Linked DNA regions of Nothobranchius furzeri: region 2 is linked to region 1. The links are chromatin contacts, called in public Micro-C maps. All regions are on one chromosome and are shown on one strand. The core of a region is the stretch at or near the end of the contact, and the rest is flanking DNA. Distances in the headings are between cores, read along the strand shown. Region 1 holds the start of LOC107378326 (kinetochore-associated protein DSN1 homolog). Region 2 overlaps pbx4 (pre-B-cell leukemia transcription factor 4).

Region 1 (3,885 bases), core at 1,024-3,523:
ATTGACCTGTTCCAAGATATTCCTAAGAATGAATATCTGGTCTACAGCTCCTCTTCCTTTCCTAAAGCCAGCTTGTTCTTTCCTCAGTGATGGATCAACTCCTGTTTGAATTCTGTTGATCAAGATCTTACTAAGCACCTTGCTGGCCAAAGGCAACAGCGTAACTCCTCTCCAGTTCCCACATTCCTGAAGGTTGCCTTTCTTAGGGATTTTGCAGATGAGCCCTTTGGTCCATTGGGTTGGCACTATGAACTTATTTGTTCATTGATCCTATCGTCTAATCTCACAGCTGAAACAAGCATCCTTAATAATCTGTGCACAGGAAGCGTACTGATGCTGTAGCAAAACAAAATGTTTAATAATTTCTTATTGATAAAATGTTGTTGCAGCACTAAACCAGAAAAAATTTGATTTTGGAATAAATATGCTAAATATTCACATATGAATTGTTTTAGAGCCCTTTTATTGGCCGAATCTGATATTAATTTAGTTCTTACAAAAAAATGGGTCCCAGCGTGGTTTGTGTGGCGTTGCCATAGTGTGACGTCATAGGCACAGATCCCCTGTCCTCTTTTTTGGAAATGGAAATATGATCACCCTATGTTAAACAAACTGTCCACCCGGGCTTTTGCGCTGCACAGAGACGCTTCGCTGCCTATGACTGAACGTCGGTTGAGAGTCAGTCTCATGCAGACTGACCAATGACGAGAGGGCCTCAAGTTAAGACCCTCTCCTCATTGGTCAGTCCACATGAGGTGGGTCAAAGGTTACCCTGAGCAGGTTACGTGACATCAGGCATTCAAGTATTGAGTATATTTACTGCATATTACAGTAAAATATTCTGTATGTGACCATATTATGGTGATCCTTGGGTCGTGATGATGGGGCCCTTGAATATTGTTGCCCAGGGTACAACAAAGTGTTAATCTTGCCCTGCCTACCGGGCGTTAATTAGTAGCCGAGTGAGAGAGGCTGAGAGGGACAGAAACTCAGAGAAGCTTTAAAGCTTTTTTACCGCTGGAGAAAAAAAACGTAGCAAGTCATCATCTTCCTAAATGCAATTATTCTCTTCTGAATCAGCACTTCTTTAAAGAAGAAATAGTTAAATGCAACAAAGGGAAATATCCTTTTATTCAGCTTGTTCATGCGACTTGTATTAAAAAATAAGTCTGAACAGTGTTAAAGGTTGTTCATCTTAAAATAGACATTGAAGAGTTTGAAGATTTTTTTGTTTTAATAAGTTCATCTTAAAACATCTTTCTCAAGTAAAATAAAGTTTCCTCTGTGAGGTCAGATAGGCCCATCTGTGCTGTTTTGTAACAGAAATAAACAAATGAATCATATTTGTCCACCCAAATACTTAGATAAATATCACAAAAACAGGAAGGACAAAAACACCGTCAAGGTAAAGTAAAATTTTTTTTTAAATAAGCGGCTGTTTGTGATTAATCATGAGTTAACTATGGACATGATTTATATCATTATTAAATATTCTATGTGGCCTATAGGCTATGTAACTGAGATTTAATATGAAAAATTAGATAACCCTATTTTCAAATTAGGTATTTGCTCTATGTTAATATACATTTCATAAACATTTACGGGCCAAGGGGAACATCAGCTGCTGATGGTATATTTTGAAGAAAAAAGTCCATTATGCTGACCTCCTCCCTTCATATTCAGAATTTTCTAGTTGTGTATAAAATGTGTATATTGTGCCTCTCTAGTTCTTAATAAAGGTTAAATAGTTTTGAATTTAGTCATGTCACATGCCAGTGATTTATAAGCCAATACAAACCTATAAATAATCTATTGCAGTATTTTTTTACCATGGTTTAAAACTTTTATCTTATTATAGAATGAATATGGCAAATTATCTTTTTGTGTTTGAATGCAGGCTCAACGAACAAGTACATTCAAGGAGGAGAAGGGTTATCATTGGAGAAACACATGTGCCACAACCGGTGCTTGTGTTGTGTGGACCTGTTACATAGTTCTAAATAATAACAATATGGAATTCCTGTGTTGAGTATGTTATATTATGTAAATATCCATCCTACTTTTGGAAATAATAATCAGTTTGTGCATACAAGAGAATTAAAGAGAATTTAAGGCGAAGGGCTTGCACATACTGTGTTATTGTGTTGTTTTTTCTTTTTCTTTTTGGGGGGGGGGGCTCCACGAAGCCTTTGTGCTTAGGGCACCAAAATAGCTAGCAACGGCCCTGCGTGAAAACGTCTGCTTGTGCTCTTCTCCCTCTCCGTACTACATTTCCCATGGTGCCTCTCGTCTGAATGAAGATTGGCCGAGCGCGCAAAAGAGTTTGAAAAGTAAAATGGCGGAAAAGCAGCAGGCTGATCTTCGAGAAGGGTCCGTTACAATTTGAAACTCAAGCCGTGGCAATGGGAATTTATCGACAACAGTGTAGTACTCGTGAACCGCTTCGGAATATTTTATCTACAATATTATGTTGATGATATGCGTCTGAATTACGGGTTTCGCATGGTGTGAAAGTGTTGAATCGCAGATTTAGCTATTTACGTTCAAATGATTCCACACTAACTTTTAAAATGCGTTTAATTGCTTCCTAAATATTTACGATACGTGTACGTGTAGATACTGAGTCTAAGTTTAATTTAGTTTGTTGGCTGTGAGACCTAAGCTAGTTCAATGTTGACAGGAAGAAGCCAACTACGTAATTAAGAAAAAGTCAAGATAGATTTAGCCAGATAGCCAGGTTTGGGGGTATTAATTTATATTTACAAGTGGTAAAGTATAAACTTGTACTATTTATACATGTAAAACAAGTAGGACGTAGTTCAATGAAACTGGAAGAAAAGAATAACATGTTGTCAGCTTTCAGTCTCACACATTAAAATGGGATGCTGAAGACACTCAGAGGAAATCCCAATGATGTTGATCTGGAGTTCTGATATCTAATGCACTGAGAGGTCCTGCTTTTTAAATTTTGGTAAGGCAGTGTGCTAATCTGATTGGAAGGCAGCAGAATCTCAGTTACGTTTTTGAATGAATCAAGTTGTTTCATCATTCGTGTTGTATCTTTAACTTGAATTTTCAGAAATTCCGTTTTGGTTCTGATTTTTCTAATCATATCAAACCAACTTTTTCTGCCCTAATTTTTCTATTATTACGTTGCATCTCCATCGTTTACCTGATTTTCTTTTTTTTTTTTAATAACAGTTGTGAAGATCTGTCCATTAATGATATTCAGAGTAAGGTGAGACAGTAAAGCATTTAACTAGGCTTCAAGCTTCAATATTAATGGATTTCTTGAACCCAGAGTTGTTTCCTCTCTTGCCAAGGTCAACCCAGTGGGCCAGAAGAAGAGATGCTCCTCCACAAGCCCCGATTCAGCTCCCCCACAAAAATCTCCACGTACCGATTCCTTATCGTCTTCAACACAGAGGACGAATACAGAAAAACAGTCAGAGACAGACATGCAAAAAATGCTGATGGAAGACACAGGAAAACTCATGAGCCCAACTGCTGAGACAAAATCCTGGAGAAGAACCACCATTACTAGGCGGTCCCTCTCAGCCCCTCCAAACCCTTATCAGGGTATGGAATTTTCTTGAGTCGATGTCTTAAATTTGGTTCCTGAGTTTGACTGTAAAATTTTGTATTTTGTTTCCATAAATACTTTATTGAATCCATTCCAGCTTTGTGCAGCGGCATAAGTACATCGTTGTCAAATCAAGAGAGGCTCGAGAAGCTATTGGAGGCTTCAGTGAAGGTACCTGTCAAAAAACCATGTAGTAGGATATTCATCAGAACATTTTAATATCTGGTACCAACTATGCTGCAGCATGAATTTTTTTTTCTTCTATTTTCAGCTGGCACTAGAAAGAACTCAAAACATGCTCC
Region 2 (4,140 bases), core at 588-3,087, 51 kb after region 1:
GTTCTCATCAGCAAGGTTTGAAGGCTTGTCTTAGCACTTGAGATGGCAACAACTTCTTAGTTTTGATGAAAAGGACATGCTTACCTTGTTTGCTTAATATAATTGTTTTGGTTAGCTTGTCCGCTTGCTTAACATGGACTTAAATTACATTTAACTTGAATGAGCTAGGAGCAAATGTCATTTGTTTAGAGCCATCTGTGTAGGGTTGGGAGATGCAAGGGTGTGAGATGACGTGCAGCTTTCTCAAAATCACGTAGATAAACACAAAGACATCAATCTGTAATGACAGCAGTGATACAACCTGGTCACCCCCCACACTTAACACAGCAGTATCACACATGTGATTGGCAGTTATTCTGAATGTGTTTTTGATGTTTTGATGTTTATTAATCCTTGTTTTATTCATTTTACCTTCATAAAATGAATATAATAATAATTATTATTATTATTGTTGTTGTAATTGTTATTGTTATTATTATTAGTATTAATACTTTTGACCTAGATAAAATTATACACAGTACTTAGCACTTTATTCCTTAAGGAAAAAATACGTTTTGTATATATTTATGTTTAACATACACTGTAATACAGTCACTGTTTATCCGTTTGTGTTGTTATCATTGCTTAAGTGTCTGAGCTCCCCTCCCCCTTTAAAGGTAATTAAGGGCTGATTAATGATGTGTTGGACTGAAGTGTTGTGTTTGCCCAAGGTGTGAATTCTCCAATTTACACTTTGGTCAGAACACACAGTGTTTACTCTGAATGCTTACCTCTTAGTGTGTTTGTTTGTGTCAGAGTGGGGGGCTGTGTGCAACAGGACTCTTGTGTACTACCCAAACAGATGCTTATTAGTGTGAGCTGCTTAAAGCAGCCATGAACATATGGATTAGGCTCATTAAGTTGACTGCACTTCACAAAAATGGCCTTTTTAGAAAAAGAGGGTGTTTTTTACTTTAATTTTGCAGCAGAAATGCATTTTTTTTTTTTACATTTCCAAGCAATTCAAAATAAATGATTAAATGCTGAAACATGTTTTGAGATCATAATGTTTAAGTGGAACTGTGTTCATCATGATTAATACATCCATATTTTAGGTGAATACTCAAGAGACTGCCTTTGACTCTTACGGCGTAAGCCTTTTGCATCCAGACAATACCATCTGGATGTGATTGAGACAGAGTTTGCTTTTTACTTCAGAACATTTTTAACCTTTCTCTTTCTGTCATTCAAACTGGAGTTTTGGCACAACTCTTTTTATTATTGTCCAGCTTCAGTTGCCTTTGTTAATTTGTGTGTTTTTTGTCCTTTCAGATGTCACAATGCTTTGTGAAATCTGAGAATCAAGGTCAAGCTTACAGATTTCCACCATCTGGTGTCAAGCACAGTTCAGGGCAAAGTTTGTTCCGACCAAACATTTTTGTTTTGGGGAGTTGTGAATGTACCTACTTCCCATTACAGTTTGTAGTGTAAAGATGCTTTTTTTGCATCATGCAGTAGATTTTAGATTTTAAATTCATATTTTGTACATTTTGTAATGAAAATGTGCACATCCACTCAGCTTAGTTTGGTTGTAAAGGACTAAGCTTTTTATTAGACTTGTATTGGAAGGGGAAACCTGATCTTTTCACCATCTTTCCTTCCCTTTGGTTTACTTGCTCTCCCTAATGTTTGTGCTCCAGATTCTGTGTATTTCTGTTGTCTCTCTCTCCCTCACATACCTTCTCCTGTGACTCCTTTTTTTCAGTTCTCCTTGGTTCTCCTTCTAGCCGCTCTCTCTCTTCTTACCTTTTTTTCTCCCTTTTTCCTTCCCTCTCTGCCGATCCCTTGCTCTCTCCCAGTGAAAGGCTGAGAATACCCAAGGGAGCTGATGCAATTAAAATGCTAATCCTGTCTGTCTACAGAGAGAGGGAAAGGGGGGGCTGACAGCATGAGGGATTGCGGCTCACATGGAGAACTCGACTGAAATGGAGAACAGGGGGTGGGGGGTGATGGGGGAGTTGTGTGTTGGGGGGTGTGCTGAAAGGGAGAAGGGGGAGGGGATGTGTGTTGGGGAGACAGAGTGAAAAAGGGGATGCTAGCGAGGGAAAAGACAGACAAGGATAAAGCTTGTGCTGTGAGCTGAGCAATGATATACTGACTGCGTTTAAGCCTTATCTATGCCTATGTGTGGAAAGCATTTCAGTTAATGTACAGCACTACACTATTGGTAGGGCTGTTCACCTTTCCCTGTGCCTTTTTAGATTATATGTGTTGTGTCTGCACAGCACTACGTTTCCACATTTGCCGTGCAGAAACGAGAATGATTATGTATGCAGCGAGAGCCCAGCTGGATACCCTGAATATTTCATAGTATGTGTTCCTCGCTTAGTCTCACAATGCCACGCCGCCCGGTTCGGCTTGTAACGTATGCATTATGGCCATTTCTAAAAGCCATAGCTATTGGCTGTGGGCCTGAAACGGTCTTCTTAAAAACAAATTAAAGTGTCATTACTTAGATCTATCTCAGGTTGAGGTCTCCTTGGTAGAAAACCAGCGCAGTGGAAATGCACGCTGCAGCTTTAAAAGAGCACTTGGCTTTGATTCTGGAGCAAAACAACCTCCTGGTTCTTTGACTCGTCAGTTCAAATGCTGCTTTAGTTTTTACTGGTACGTCATATGGTGCTTTGTTGTGCAATACTTTTACTCATCTCAACAGCTGTTGTAGTATCTGCTTTAATATCACCAGGCCACTAGACTGTGCATGAGTGCAATTCTGGGTAATCACAGCTTAATTGAAGTAATTAGGGGAATGTAGGTGCATTAGGCTACAGCTGGGGGCCATAATGAGTCACAGCTAAAAAGGAGGGGGCTGAGGTGAGAAGCCACAAGAGCCACATTTGCCCTCTTCACAGTAGGTCATTTGAACGTCTGAGAAAATGAACATGTTCCTCAAAACCACAACTATATTCCTAGGGTTAAAATCTGTCGCCTGGTGGTCGTTGGTAGCTCATTTTAATTCCTGTAACAAAAACACGAACAGAGTATTTCCAACCAAATATCAGTGTAACAAATCAAAACTTTTATTCATCTGCTCCAAAGGTGCAGAGATCATTAGAATTTTTGGAAGACTAGAAGGAAAATGGAGGGAAAGAAATGGGCGAATCAGGGTCATTAGTTCAGGCGACTGGGTCTGCTGCATTCCTAAGTCCTGAGATGGGGGAGCAACACAGCAGGAATGTGCCTTGGGTAGACGAGAAACGTAGCAGAGGGAGAGAAAAAGGCATGAAGAAACATGTAAAACGAAGAGAGAACAAATGGTCGACACCGTTGTTAAAAACCTGCCACGACGGTGGAAAGAGCGAAAACTGCTCATTTATGTCTGGTCCCTCTGATGAGCTGCAGACATGTTTTTCATGGTGCCTTTCTCAGCATGTTTCAGGTATTTGAGATGATAACAACATAAAATTGAAAAATCAGCCGATGAAAACCTTAAGAAATGAGTTTACGCTCTTCATAACTTTGGTGGTGAACCTCAACAGACTAGCATAATCCTTAATAAGGACAGGTGTCCAACATCACCCACTTGTCCTACGTCATCAGCCTCCCCCTGGCTTTGCACGAGTCCCCCCACAGTTAAATGGATTTTTCTTTACATAATCGGGCCTATTAACGGTAACTAACACGTGGACACGCTTTGAACCGTAGTTCAGGATTACATTAAATGATTAGTTATATGTTTTACTTTCCAATAATTCTTAAATATATCCAATAACTGGGATGCTATGGTTTGGTGGAAGGAAAACCTATAACTCCTTAGATCAAGTCACAACTTTCAATTAGTGTTACTGGTAATTAAACATAAATAATGTATTTAAAGCATCCATAATAAGCCTGTCCTAAACTGGAAGCTGCTGATTTTAGTCGTTCCCGAGAGTTGTTTGCTGAAAGGTAGAATTCTTCCATAATTAACGGTAAAACTTCTTTTTCATAAGTAACTAGTTACTGCACTTTTCTGAATTCATCAGTTACTACCACAGTAGCTACATTTTTACCTTATTTCAATTTCCAAAATCTAAAGTGAGGAATTAAATGTGCTAAGGTAGTCCTAACGTACACAAAGTCGGTGTGTTGAAAATATTTTTTTATCTTTCTGAAGTTGAA

Evidence for each region. Hi-C and Micro-C count contacts between places; a contact is called where the count stands out from the background.
Region 2: a Micro-C map of tail fin shows a contact between it and region 1, with 7 times the contacts expected there. The contact joins the enhancer-like site here to the promoter of LOC107378326 in region 1. A contact is called at or near these places in 2 of 2 Hi-C or Micro-C datasets (skeletal muscle and tail fin).

Annotation. Positions count from the first base shown.
Region 1 is chr5:2,534,670-2,538,554 of NfurGRZ-RIMD1, forward strand. It overlaps LOC107378326 (kinetochore-associated protein DSN1 homolog), which reads left to right and starts at 2,274. Exons shown (of 11, transcript XM_015948466.3): 1 at 2,274-2,370; 2 at 3,202-3,238; 3 at 3,324-3,579; 4 at 3,681-3,754; 5 at 3,855-3,885. The coding sequence starts at 2,336.
Region 2 is chr5:2,585,629-2,589,768 of NfurGRZ-RIMD1, forward strand. All of the region lies in intron 2 of pbx4 (pre-B-cell leukemia transcription factor 4), which reads left to right. Among protein-coding and RNA genes, the nearest start is that of stxbp2, 15 kb to the right of the region's middle. Within about 2 kb of position 1,838, at least 3 of the 3 cell types and tissues checked have an H3K27ac peak or open chromatin away from gene starts, as enhancers often do. A contact at or near this core is called in tail fin, where this site is marked.